2 separate regions of the Zea mays genome follow, and region 2 is linked to region 1. A link is a contact called in public Hi-C data. All regions are on one chromosome and are shown on one strand. The core of a region is the stretch at or near the end of the contact, and the rest is flanking DNA. Distances in the headings are between cores, read along the strand shown.

Evidence for each region. Hi-C and Micro-C count contacts between places; a contact is called where the count stands out from the background.
Region 2: a Hi-C map of ear shows a contact between it and region 1, with 2.4 times the contacts expected there. The contact joins the promoter of LOC100383243 here to the promoter of LOC100280058 in region 1. A contact is called at or near these places in 9 of 25 Hi-C or Micro-C datasets (bundle sheath, ear, leaf and 2 more) and 1 of 3 datasets of contacts at active chromatin or transcription factors (seedling).

What each region holds. Positions count from the first base shown.
Region 1 is chr8:125,160,253-125,166,079 of Zm-B73-REFERENCE-NAM-5.0, forward strand. It overlaps LOC100280058 (Pseudouridine synthase family protein), which reads right to left and starts at 1,341. Exons shown (of 19, transcript NM_001152998.1): 1 at 1,111-1,341; 2 at 831-1,031; 3 at 496-740; 4 at 201-273; 5 at 42-98. The coding sequence starts at 1,281.
Region 2 is chr8:125,335,255-125,341,632 of Zm-B73-REFERENCE-NAM-5.0, forward strand. LOC100383243 reads right to left here and starts at 1,442. Exons shown (of 13, transcript XM_020542256.2): 1 at 1,209-1,442; 2 at 500-717. The coding sequence starts at 677. LOC103635833 reads right to left here and starts at 5,728. Exons shown (of 1, transcript XM_020543383.2): 1 at 3,125-5,728. The coding sequence starts at 5,353. The coding sequence ends at 3,266.

The sequences.
Region 1 (5,827 bases), core at 91-2,590:
AATGAAATTACTCTGCTGTTATAAACTTGAGGAATACATGCCTGCTGTGTAGTAACAGCACGCTTATCCTTTGTACCTGCAAACCCAAATGACCGTGGCTGCAAAAGGTACAGTTAATTTAGCAGCAGCAAGAGCAGGTAAATGAACCCAGATATCTAAGGCAGGTAAACGAATTCTAGAATTTAGCAACTATGACATACCTGAAGTCCTAGCATTTTTCCTATTACTCCTAATGCTTCTTGGGTGTCCTTGTTCTCTTTGTACAGGTGAAACCTGATCAATGACCCAAAATGGTAACTCCAATTAAAGCACTAGTTAGCAAAAAAAAACTGCACAACAATATAAGACTGTTGTGCAGCTACATTAGGTGCACTACTATTACTAACTTCAAACAAATAGAGCATATCAAGTATGCCATACATGTGAAAAGAACCCAGTCCGATACAAGTTAAATAACACATAACATAGTTAACAAATAAAACAGGATGTCATCACCTCAGGAACTTCCCAACATTATCTGGCCAATTACTTGACCCTCTACTATCAAATGGCCTACCATCTCTCCAATCAGAACTACCCATGTTCTTCCGTTTCCTTCCTCTCCCACGGCCGCCAGCACCCCTTCCGACACCTGCTTCTGACCCGAACCGCACCCTGATGCACTTCTGGACCCCATCACTGTGTTCCACCGTGTCCGTGACCAGGAACTTGAAGGTCTTCTTAAAGAAGTTATGCACCTCCTACAACCAAACAACACAAATGTCAAACCACCCTCGACCAACACGGCAACACCATGGCACAGACAACCAGTAACCACCCGGCGAACTGACCGAACGGTGTGCTTTGTCGGCATCAGGCGATAGAATGACAGGCGAGACATCACCGCCACCCTCGCCCGACACCTTCTCCAGGAGACCCCTCAATGCGTTGCAATCGGCATCGCCGCAGAGCGAACGGAACGACTCGAGGGCCTGCGAGTGATCCGCTTCAGCCGACGGGGCCGCCTTGTCCTCTTCGTTCACACCAACGCTCTGCAATTCGCATTTGGCAGGAAGATTGGAATCGGAGAAGCGCAGCTATGGACTAAAACTTTCACAGAGGACCTGATACCTCGGTGGGGAGGTCGAACGAGGTGAGCTGGACGAGAGCGCCATCGCGGGCAACCTCATGGACGATGAAGTCGGCATAGCGGTGCTTGAGGACGCCGCGGAATCCAGGGAGGGAGGAGGCAAAGCAGGAGATGCCCGCCTCCGCCTCGGAGAGTGAGGTCGAGCGCGCCATGGGATCTGGGTGGCTGGTGGAAGCAGCGCTAGGGTTTTGGGAGGGAAAGCGAGGAACGCGGGCTGGAGAGGGTTTAGCAAGTGAAGGGGGGAAACGGTGATGAGAAAATTGTACATTTGTATGTGTCCCTCAGGCTGAGTGTTATACTGATATGTGAAAAAGTTCTATACCACTTAAGTTCTTCTATTTCTGCTTAAGTTTAATGTGTACAGTGGTGCAAGGTTCTGCCGGTCCCGCCTCGACCGCGGATCCCCCACCCTCCTCCCCACCGCCGCCGCTCGACCGCACACTCCTTCCTTCGATGGCGCACTCCTTCCTTCGATGGCGCTCCTCGCATCCCGCTCGCCCTCCGTGATCCTTTCCATCCTCGATTCCTCTTTCCTTCCATGCCCACCGCTGCCGCAATGGAAGGTCGTCTGTACCGCGCCGTGGATCCGCCACCCAGTACCGCGTCGTGGATCCGTGAAAGTCGCCTAGAGGGGGTGGATAGGCGGAAACTGAAATTTACAAACTTTAAGCACACTTCAAGCCGGGGTTAGCGTTAGAATAAAAGTTAAGTCCGGGAGAGGGGGAGAAAACAAATCAACCAAGAAAACAAAGCGGATGATACAGTGATTTGTTTTACCGAGGTTCGGTTCCAATGAACCTAGTCCCCGTTGAGGTGGTCACAAAGACCGGGTCTCTTTCAACTCTTTCCCTCTCTCAAACGGTCACTTAGACCGAGTGAGCTTTCTTCCTTGGTTTCCCGGGTCACTTAGACCCCGCAAGGACCACCACACAATTGGTGTCTCTTGCTTCGCTTACAAGGCTTTGAGAGTAAGAATGAGAGAAAGAAGAAAGCCAACCAAGCAACAAGAGAAACAAAGAACACAAGACGATCTTCTCACAAGTCCTAAAATACTAGAGTTGAATTGTGGACTCTGATTGGATTGGAGGCTTTGATTTGTGTCTTGGAGTGTTGTATTTTGCTCTTGTATTGAATGAGGAGTAGTGAATGCTTGGATGGTTGGAGTGGAGGTGGTTGGGGGTATTTATAGCCCCCAACCACCAATTCAACCGTTGGGGAAGGTTGCCATCGATGGGCGCAACGGACAGTCCGGTGCGCCACCGGACACTGTCTGGTGCGCCAGCCACGTCACCCAATCATTAGGGTTCTGACGGTTTCGACCGTTGGAGCTTTGTCTTTATGTGGCACCAGACAGTCCGGTGCCGTATCGGACAGGCACTGTTCACTGTCCGGTATGCCTTCTGGTGGCTGCTCTGACTCTGCTCGAACTGTCCGCGCACTGTGCGTTGTCAGACGACCGTTGGAGTCGACCGTTGCGTTGGCTAGCCGTTGCTTCGCTGGTGCACCGGACAGTCCGGTGAATTATAGCGGAGCGCGACCTCAAAAATCTGAAGGTGAAGAGTTTGAGTCGATCGCCCCTAGTGCATCAGACACTGTATGGTGCGCCAGACCAGGGTTCTCTTCGGTTTCTTTTGCTCCTTTCTTTTGAACCCTAACTCTGATCTTTTTATTGGTTTGTGTTGAACCTTTGGCACCTGTAGAATATATAATCTAGAGCAAACTAGTTAGTCCAATTATTTGTGTTGGGCATTCAACCACCAAAATTATTTATAGGAAAAGGTTAAACCCTATTTCCCACATTTTGGACCACGCTTGCACCACTTGTTTTGTTTTTGCAAATTCTTTTGGAAAATCTTTTCAAAGTCTTTTTGCAAATAGTCAAAGGTATATGAATAAGATTTGCGAGAAGTATTTCAAGATTTGAAATTTTCTCCCCCTGTTTCAAATGTTTTTCCTTTGACTTAAACAAAACTCCCCTGGATGAAATTCCCCTCTTAGTGTTCAAGAGGGTTTTACCAATTGAAAGAAGATCAAATTATTTTTAGATACCAATTTGAAAAATCCTAACCAATTGAGAAACATACCAATTTTGAAATATGTCAATTAAAAATTTTCGAAGGGTGGTGGTGCGGTCCTTTTGCTTTGGGCTTAATATTTCTCCCCCTTTGGCATTAATCGCCAAAAACGGAATCTTTTGAGAGCCTTTTATTCTTTTCTCCCATTGGTACAAGTAAATATGAGTGAAGATTATACCAATCGAAGAGTGGTGTGGAGTGATGGCGAAGGGTAAATGATACCGACAAAATGAAGTGGAAGCCTTGTCTTCGCCGAAGACTTCATTTCCCTTTCAATCTAGGACTTAGCATAGAAATGCTCTTGAAAACACATTAGTCGTAGACATAAAAGAGATATGATCAAAGATATATGCATGAGCTATGTGTGCAATGTTTCAATCAAAATTCCGAGAATCAAGAATGTTTAGCTCATTCCTAAGTTTGGTAAAGGTTTTCTCATCTAATGGTTTGGTAAAGATATCGGCTAGTTGTTCTTTGGTGCTAACATAAGCTATCTCGATATCCCCCATTTGTTGGTGATCCCTCAAGAAGTGATACCGAATGTCTATGTGCTTAGTGCGGTTGTGTTCAACGGGATCATCCGTCATGCGGATTGCACTCTCATTATCACATAGGAGAGGGACTTTGCTCAATTTGTAGCCATAGTCCCTAAGGGTTTGCCTCATCCAAAGTAATTGCGCACAACAATGACCTGCGGCAATATACTCGGCTTCGGGGGTAGAAAGAGCTACTGAGTTTTGTTTTCTTGAAGCCCAAGACACCAGGGATCTCCCCAGAAACTGGCAAGTCCCTGATGTGATCTTCCTATCAATTTTACACCTTGTCCAATTAGCATCTGAATATCCTATTAAATCAAAGGTGGATCCCTTGGGGTACCAAAGACCAAACTTAGGTGTATAAACTAAATATCTCATGATTCTTTTCACGGTCCTAAGGTGAACTTCCTTAGGATCGGTTTGGAACCTTGCACACATGCATATGGAAAGCATAATATCTGGTCGAGATGCACATAAATAGAGTAAAGATCCTATCATCGACCGATATACCTTTTGATCTACGGATTTACCTCCCGTGTCGAGGTCGAGATGCCCATTTGTTCCCATGGGTGTCTTGGTGGGCTTGGCATCCTTCATTCCAAACTTGGTAAGTATATCTTGAATGTACTTTGTTTGGCTGATGAAGGTGCCCTCTTGGAGTTGCTTGACTTGAAATCTTAGAAAATACTTCAACTCCTCCATCATAGACATCTCAAATTTTTGAATCATGATCCTACTAAACTCTTCACACGTAGATTTGTTAGTAGACCCAAATATGATACCATCAACATAAATTTGGCATACAAACAAATCTTTTGCAATGGTTTTAGTAAAGAGTGTAGGATCGGCTTTGTCGACTTTGAAGCCATTAGTGATAAGAAAATCTCGCAGGCATTCATACCATGCTCTTGGGGCTTGCTTGAGCCCATAAAGCGCCTTTGAGAGTTTATACACATGCATGGTTAGGGTACTCATATCTTCAAAGCCGGGAGGTTGCTCAACATAGACCTCTTCTTTGATTGGTCCATTGAGGAAGACACTTTTCACGTCCATTTGGTAAAGCTTAAAGCCATGGTGAGTAGCATAGGCAAGTAATATACGAATTGACTCAAGCCTAGCTACGGGTGCATAGGTTTCACCGAAATCCAAACCTTCGACTTGTGAATATCCCTTGGCCACAAGTCGGACTTTGTTCCTTGTCACCACACCATGCTCATCTTGTTTGTTGCGGAATACCCACTTGGTTCCTACAACATTTTGGTTAGGACGTGGAACTAAATGTCATACCTCGTTCCTCGCGAAGTTGTTGAGCTCCTCTTGCATTGCCAGCACCCAATCTGAGTCTCCTAGTGCATCCTCCACCCTGTATGGCTCAATAGAGGACACAAAAGAGTAATGTTCACAAAAATGTACGACTCGAGATCGAGTTGTTACCCCTTATGAATATCGCTGAGGATGGAGTTCACGGGGTGATCTCTTTGAATCGCTTGGTGGACTCTTGGGTGTGGTGGTCTTTGTCCCTGCTCATCTTCCTTGTCTTTATTAGCTTCATCTCCCCCTTGATCATTGTCCTCCTCTTGAGGTAGCTCATCCTCTTGATCTTCATTTTCATCATTTTGAGCTTGATCCTCATCTTGAGTTGGTGGAGATGCTTGCATGGAAGATGATGGTTGATCTTGTGCTTGTGTAGGCTCTTCGGATTCCCCCAATGGACATGTTCCTTAGTGTGACGCACGGAGCCTCTTCATCATCTAGCTCATCAAGATCAACTTGCTCCACTTGGGAGCCATTAGTCTCATCAAACACAATGTCACAAGAAATCTCAACTAATCTAGTGGATTTGTTGAAGACCCTATATGCCCTTGTGTTTGAGTCATATCCTAGTAAAAAGCCTTCTACAGCCTTAGGAGCAAATTTAGATTTTCTACCTCTTTTAACAAGAATAAAGCATTTGCTCCCAAAGACTCTAAAATATGAAACATTGGGCTTTTTACCGGTGAGGAGTTCGTATGATGTCTTCTTGAGGAATCGGTGAAGGTAGAGCCGATTGATGGAGTAGCAGGCGGTGTTAATTGCCTCAACCCAAA
Region 2 (6,378 bases), core at 192-2,691, 180 kb after region 1:
TCCCCCTTCTTCCACGTTTCCATCTGCACCTTTTCATCCTCCTCCCAACCAGCTGGCACAAGCCCCACATTCCTAGCCCAATTAGTCACCAACTCGGACCACCTAGTCGATAAAACTGCCCAGACTATCGACTGTGCTCTTGTGTGGCAGAATGGTGGCGATAAACGCCTAGGTAGCAGCATATTCTACCTTCTAGAACACTATCTAAAATATTGATGGAGGAAGCAATACCAGTCCCTTTAGCAACGGTAAGAATGGTCAGTTCACTATATATAGGCCTTCAGCTAGCATGCGACAATAGATGAATAAACAAAATGCACACTCTCCCTTAAAGCTAAAAACTTTTTAACCAGAGCTTTTGTAAGATGTCAAGACTTCGGGAACAAGCTACTGTATCTACTATGTTAATCATAAGTAGGTCAATGAAATTTTGGCCATGTAGAACAAAATCATTTAGCACACCAAAGTAACAGGCATTAGATCAAGTGCATTCACGCACCAGGATCATCATCATCACCATCGCTATCCCAGAAGGGTGGGGATGTTGAAGGGGTGTCACTGTCTGCCCGCTCACAGGACCTCCACTCGGAGAAGGACTCGCCAGAGAGACTGCGTTCATCATCCCTCATTCCAGTTGTGCTAGCAGCTGAATCATCTGTTACTGCAGAACCTGCCATCCACAAAATCCACGACCGCTCCAGACAACCTTATTCGCAGCTGTATGCAGAACAAAATCAGTTCACACACCAAACGCGTGAATGGGTGAAAAAATATTATGGCCTGGTAGAAAATCAGCACCCAGCAATTCAGAAAGCATCTTTATTAGGTCCCTGGAAAATTAGCACTCGTGCCAAATAGTTTTATTATAAACCCATGCTTCCCAGGTTTGTACTCCCCTACAAACCGGGGAGGGGGGGGGGGGTGCTGTGACCACTCACCAGTAATCATCTAAAAAAATATACATGCTCCAGCACTGATTACAGGATTCAGACTGGGACGGACCCAGCAAGGGACAGGGGTGTAAACAAAAATCATTTTTTTTCAAACAAAAATCGAAGTTAGTGGCCATAATACGTATATACACTTGTTCTTTTAATCAAGCTACTTATAATTAGATCAGATCCGAATACAGATGACCAAATAGCTTAAGTTAGGGTTTGGGCTCTCGGTTTCGCACAGCAGGAGGGGGGCAAAAGGGGCGGGCATACCTGGTAGGTCCTCGTCACCAGCGAAGGGTCCGACGAAGACCTGGCTCCTGGCTTGGGCGGCGGCGGTCGCCCAGTCGTCCCCGCGAGAGGGAGAGAGCGCACGCGGGGCGGGGTGAACGGGAGAAGAAAAGGCAAGGTGAACGCAGTACAGAGTTTTTTCCTGGCCCGGAGCTGGAATGGTGGATACCCGATGCCGTGGTTTGGCTATGATGCACGCACGCATCCAAACCAAACATTGGGTCTGTTTGGACAGCTTTTTTCTGGAAAAAAAACTAAGAATCATTAGACAGTTTTTTTCAACCTCCAAATCAGAGTTTAAGTTTTAGAAATCATTAGATTTCTTCTAGATTCCTTCAATTTGACCACTCGATAAATTTTATATTCATCTTAATTTAAACAATTTTCATATAAACGATTCTTACATAGATGAATTTAGAAGCGAAGTTTTTGACGGCCACAACTGATTTAGACAGCCAAGAGTTGAGGACTCTACACTGCTTCAATATTATATCTTCTCTAAAATGAGTCTAAGGGTCAACCTAGCCTACATAATTGGAAATTTTGATACAACTTCTATCACCTATATGGAAGCACTTCCTCCAGTAGTTGTACACATAGAGAAAAAACTAATGGTAGAATAAACTATTTTGATATGACTGATGTATTCTAAGGACTGTTTAGCACTGTTTCACTTTGCAAAATCTAGCTTAACTTCACATAACTCTAGGTAAACACTCACAGCTTCACCAAATCTATAAAAGCAGCCAAAATGGTACTTCACAAATATATATCTTCAACTCTCTCATGAAGTTAATGTGAGATTATCCACCTTTGTCATCGATTATACACTCACTCACCACACGTTTTCTGTCGTTCTATTCTCAGGAAGGTCAAGCGCTCCGTTTTGTAATACCGAGAACTAGCAACAAAGACTTTAACATCATACGTACTAGACATAGAAAATTCTTTCTGGATCCGTCAAAACTCTTATCATCGGACTCCCCTTAGGAAAGCAAGGCCATCCAGGGCAGCGTACTGTGCATAACTTAATTAGGGTGTGTTTGGTTAAGAAGTGGAGGAGGATGGAGCAGCTATATTCCTATTTTCTAAATGTTTGGTTTCCAATAAAAGAGGAGTAGAGTGGCTCTTGGAGTCTACACATAAAAAATAACCATAAATAGTTGGAATACTCCTGCTCCACCAAAACGACTAGAGCGCTTTCCTCCCTCTCCTCTTCTCTGCACTCATATGGCTCTCCAAACAAACAAAGAACGTAACGACTTCGTTATATTCTACTATTCAATCAAACAAAAAAATAGAACGCAGAATAGAACGACCCATTTTAAAAACCTGGAATGGAGCCGGTCTACTATAGTTGACTCTCTAACCAAACACAAACTTATAAAAATTAGGTGTTGTGGGATCTAACCATGTCAAGTCTAGACATAGAGACGCGCAGATCTGCAAATAGATTATTTTTTCAGGTTTATCGTTCAATGAGAGTAATGTTAAACAACACCCGGTTGTTTGTGACACCGTGACGCGCAAAGTTTGGCCATCAAATCTGGCGTACACTTCTTTATCTACTGTCTGATCTCTTCAATTTGTTTTATTTTTATCTATTCTGCGGGATGCACTTACCGGTGATTTTTTATATATATATAAATGAGAGTTCGCGTCTAAAATTTTAGCTGTAATTTTGTTCTCTCACCCATTTGATACTAAACGTTTGATGTGGATCTAATAGGTTGAAAATGAGAAGTGCTTCATGTAGAGTTGACATGTGTGACTTAAATACCAACGTTGATATATGGTTGTTGTTGTCTCTTGTTTTGGATTAATAAATCATGAATTACTAGATAATTTTAGTGTCGTACCTCAGTTTACCACTAGACTCGTAATTGTAGCCGTGCTCGTTGAAAAATCGTATGACAACGGCATTCTAAACACTCGAATGATACATAGACAAACTCAGTAATAATCACTCCGTCATTGCCTCTGCATGATTGGTGGTCGCTCCAGGACGCCGGCATGAGACAGCAGCGCCCACAGCTGCGTCATGAACTCGCCGCCGGCGCCGAGCATCTCAGCGTGAATGTCCACGTTGTCCGATGGCGCGAGGAACAGCACGAGCTCCGTCCAGAACTCGGCCAGCACCTCCCACCGCCGCGCGTCGTCGACTCCAAAGGCCGCCCTGAGCTGCCCCCAAAGCACCGCCGCCCTCTCGATGACGGTGGCGCCGACGGCTCTATCGTATGTGCCACTTTCCTGCACGGCTGCACGTACGGCCGCTCTGCGATCTCCATCTCCTCTAGCCTGGCGATTATGCTGCTATGCGTTTTGCAGCCGTCCAGGTGGTCCCGCGCCTGCTGCACCGCCGTGTCGAATATCTGCTCGGCGTTGTAGCTGGGGTCCGGCAGCATCTCCGGCACGAACGCCACCAGGTAGGCGCAGTAGTTGGACAACTTCTTCGCGACGAGCCGATGGTGGTCGTCACCGGCTGCGAAGCGGCCAGCTGGACGGAAACTATAAGACCAGTCACAGCTCGTGGTGACCACGTGCCACGCCAAGATCTGATCGGTGACCATGGGAAGCCTGCACGCCCATGCCAGACGCGGCAACAGATGGTGCTTTCGCAGTGTCGCCACACCATTGCTGAGGTGGCAATGGTTCTGTTTGAGCCAGAGGAGCACGGCGCGCTTCACCTCGGGAGGCAGCGGCTTCCTCCTGCCCCGCTTCTGGCCCTGCCGACGCGGCTCCACCAGGTAAAGCGTCAGCCACGAGAGCAGGTTACACGGCCGGCGTTCGAATCGCTTCAGGAGCACGTACTGGCCGACCTTGTCTTCCCAGTACCTCGTCTCCGGCGGCGCGATGCTCTGCTTCCACCACAGGTGGTGGCCCAGCCGCCGCCCCGACCACCGCCGGTCGTCGCGCACGCAGCGGTACACGGTCTTAACGTACCTCCAGTTGGAGGAGAAGCCGGCCACCGCCTGGAACACCTCAAGGCCCGCGGTGATCACGACAAGGAGCATGGTGACGGAGCGGTCGAGGTTGCGCACGCCGATGTGGAGGCGGTGGTAGCCGGGGCCGAGCGTGCCGAAGAACGCCGTCCACATGGTCAGCCCCGCCACGGCAACGGCGATGCAGATGTACGTCTTGGCTCCCACCAGCACAATGTTCCTGGTGTAGAAGAAGTCGTAGAGGAAGGCGAGCTCCGCCTCGACGACCCGGAAGGCGGCGTCAGGGCCGGTGGCGTCCATGTGGATGAGCCCGTTGAGGACGAGGCTGCGCGCCTTCTCCGAGCCGGCCTCCGCCGGAACGTACCCGTAGAACCGGCGCTTCAGCAGCTTGAACAGGGCGAACGCGAGGCAGAAGTCCTTGGCCCTGTCCTTCTCGACATCGCTGTCCGGCTGCTGATCGATCCACTGGTAAACTTGGTCGATCGTGACGACCGACTTGACGGCGCTCTGGGAGAGCATGTTTTCCCGGACGCGGTGGCCGCCGGTGTGGATGACCGGCTCCATCACCTCCTCGCCGTGGAAGATGTACGCGTACCCTTGCATGGTGGCGGGGTCAGCTGCAGGCTGCTGCTGGACGCCGTCAGCCTCAGCCATGTACTCGGCCATGTACTCGGCGACAACCCTGACAGACAGGTCGGGGCGGCTGACCTCGATCATCTCGGCTATCTTGGCAGCCGTCTTGAGCACGTTGAGCGCCCAGAACGCCCAGATGGCGGCGCGGTAGCTGGCGTTGTGGCCGGTGGCGTTGACGATGAGCCAGAGCACGAGGCCCGTCTGGAGGACGTGCTGCAGCAGCAGCTTCTTGCGCTGGTCCACGTCGCGGCGGCTGTGCACGGGCGCCGAGTACGCGCTCGCCTGGATGAGCAGCAGCGCGGCCGCCCAGAGCACGAACGTCTCGCCGCGGAAGGGCCCGTCCTGGATGATCCCCACGGCGTAGGAGACCACCACGTAGGACATGGAGTAGGCCATCCACATGGCGCCGCGGAGCAGCTTGTCGCTGCTGCGGCGGTTGGCGGAGCCGTAGAGCACCAGGGCGGCGAGGATGAGCGCGCTCAGGAGCACGACTGCCTCCAGGCGCAGCAGGCTGCCCTGCACCGTTCTGAGGCTCTCCCTGATGCCGCGCATGGCTGCCCGGCTTACCTCCGTAGTGGAGTCGCCTGCCTGGATCCACTGGCCAGCGGGGGCACTTGAAATGGCACAAGCCGATCATGGAAAGCCGCCAGCGCCTTGATCCATGAAGGAAGAAGATGAAACTTGAAGGGGATTGAAGGGGAAACGGGCAAGAAACGGTAACGAATGGAATTGGAATTGCTGTTCATTTGCAAGGTGCCAAGAGAGCTTCTTTTGCGAGTCATGGCCCTTGGCCATGGCTTGTGGCGGTGGGCATTCTTTGCAAGATAAGAATCTCCTGCAAAGTCTCAGGAACCCGCCTTTCTTCTCTCTGAAACCTGTCAGACATCGAAATCCTTCCTTGAGTTCCTTCTCGCTTAAATCTGCCGGATATTAAAATAGTTACAACACTCCTCAGCAGCTGGTAAATTGCCTTTTCAGCTTCTCTGTTAGAGCACGAGTTTGGACCGATGAGATGGCACCGGATGAAGAAAAGAATATATCCCATCCAACATCCGTTTGGAGACGAACACGCAGATACCAGTTCTCAATACCAGACCATGATCGTAAAGCTGGGAACTTGAGTGCTCAGGGAGAGGAAGCATAGTGTATGGGGTGGGGGATCTGCAAGTCAAAGAACCCACGCATTGTGGGTTGTGGCTGAACAAGAACTTGAGTGTCTGTTAGGCAAATACCATAAAAAACTTGATGACCACTAGTTAAGCAATTTCCAGTGTGGTGACTCTGATTTATTTACCATTATAGCACATCAGCTGGAAGAGGAAACGTGGTATGAAAAGCACATGCTGGATCAAGCAGGGCATTGTGCTACTGCCATCAGTATCCCGGTCCGGAAACTAAACAGCGTAGTAGGAATGTAAGATAGCTGGATAGGAATCAATACTACATAAGAAGTCCCATCAGAGGGACACTAGTTCTCGATTCTCACACCAAGTATCATCGCAAGTGACCTGCAGGCCCACGTACAGAAGTCACAGAAAGCCCTAAGCAGCCAAGTGGCATTCTCTAGTTTCTGTTAG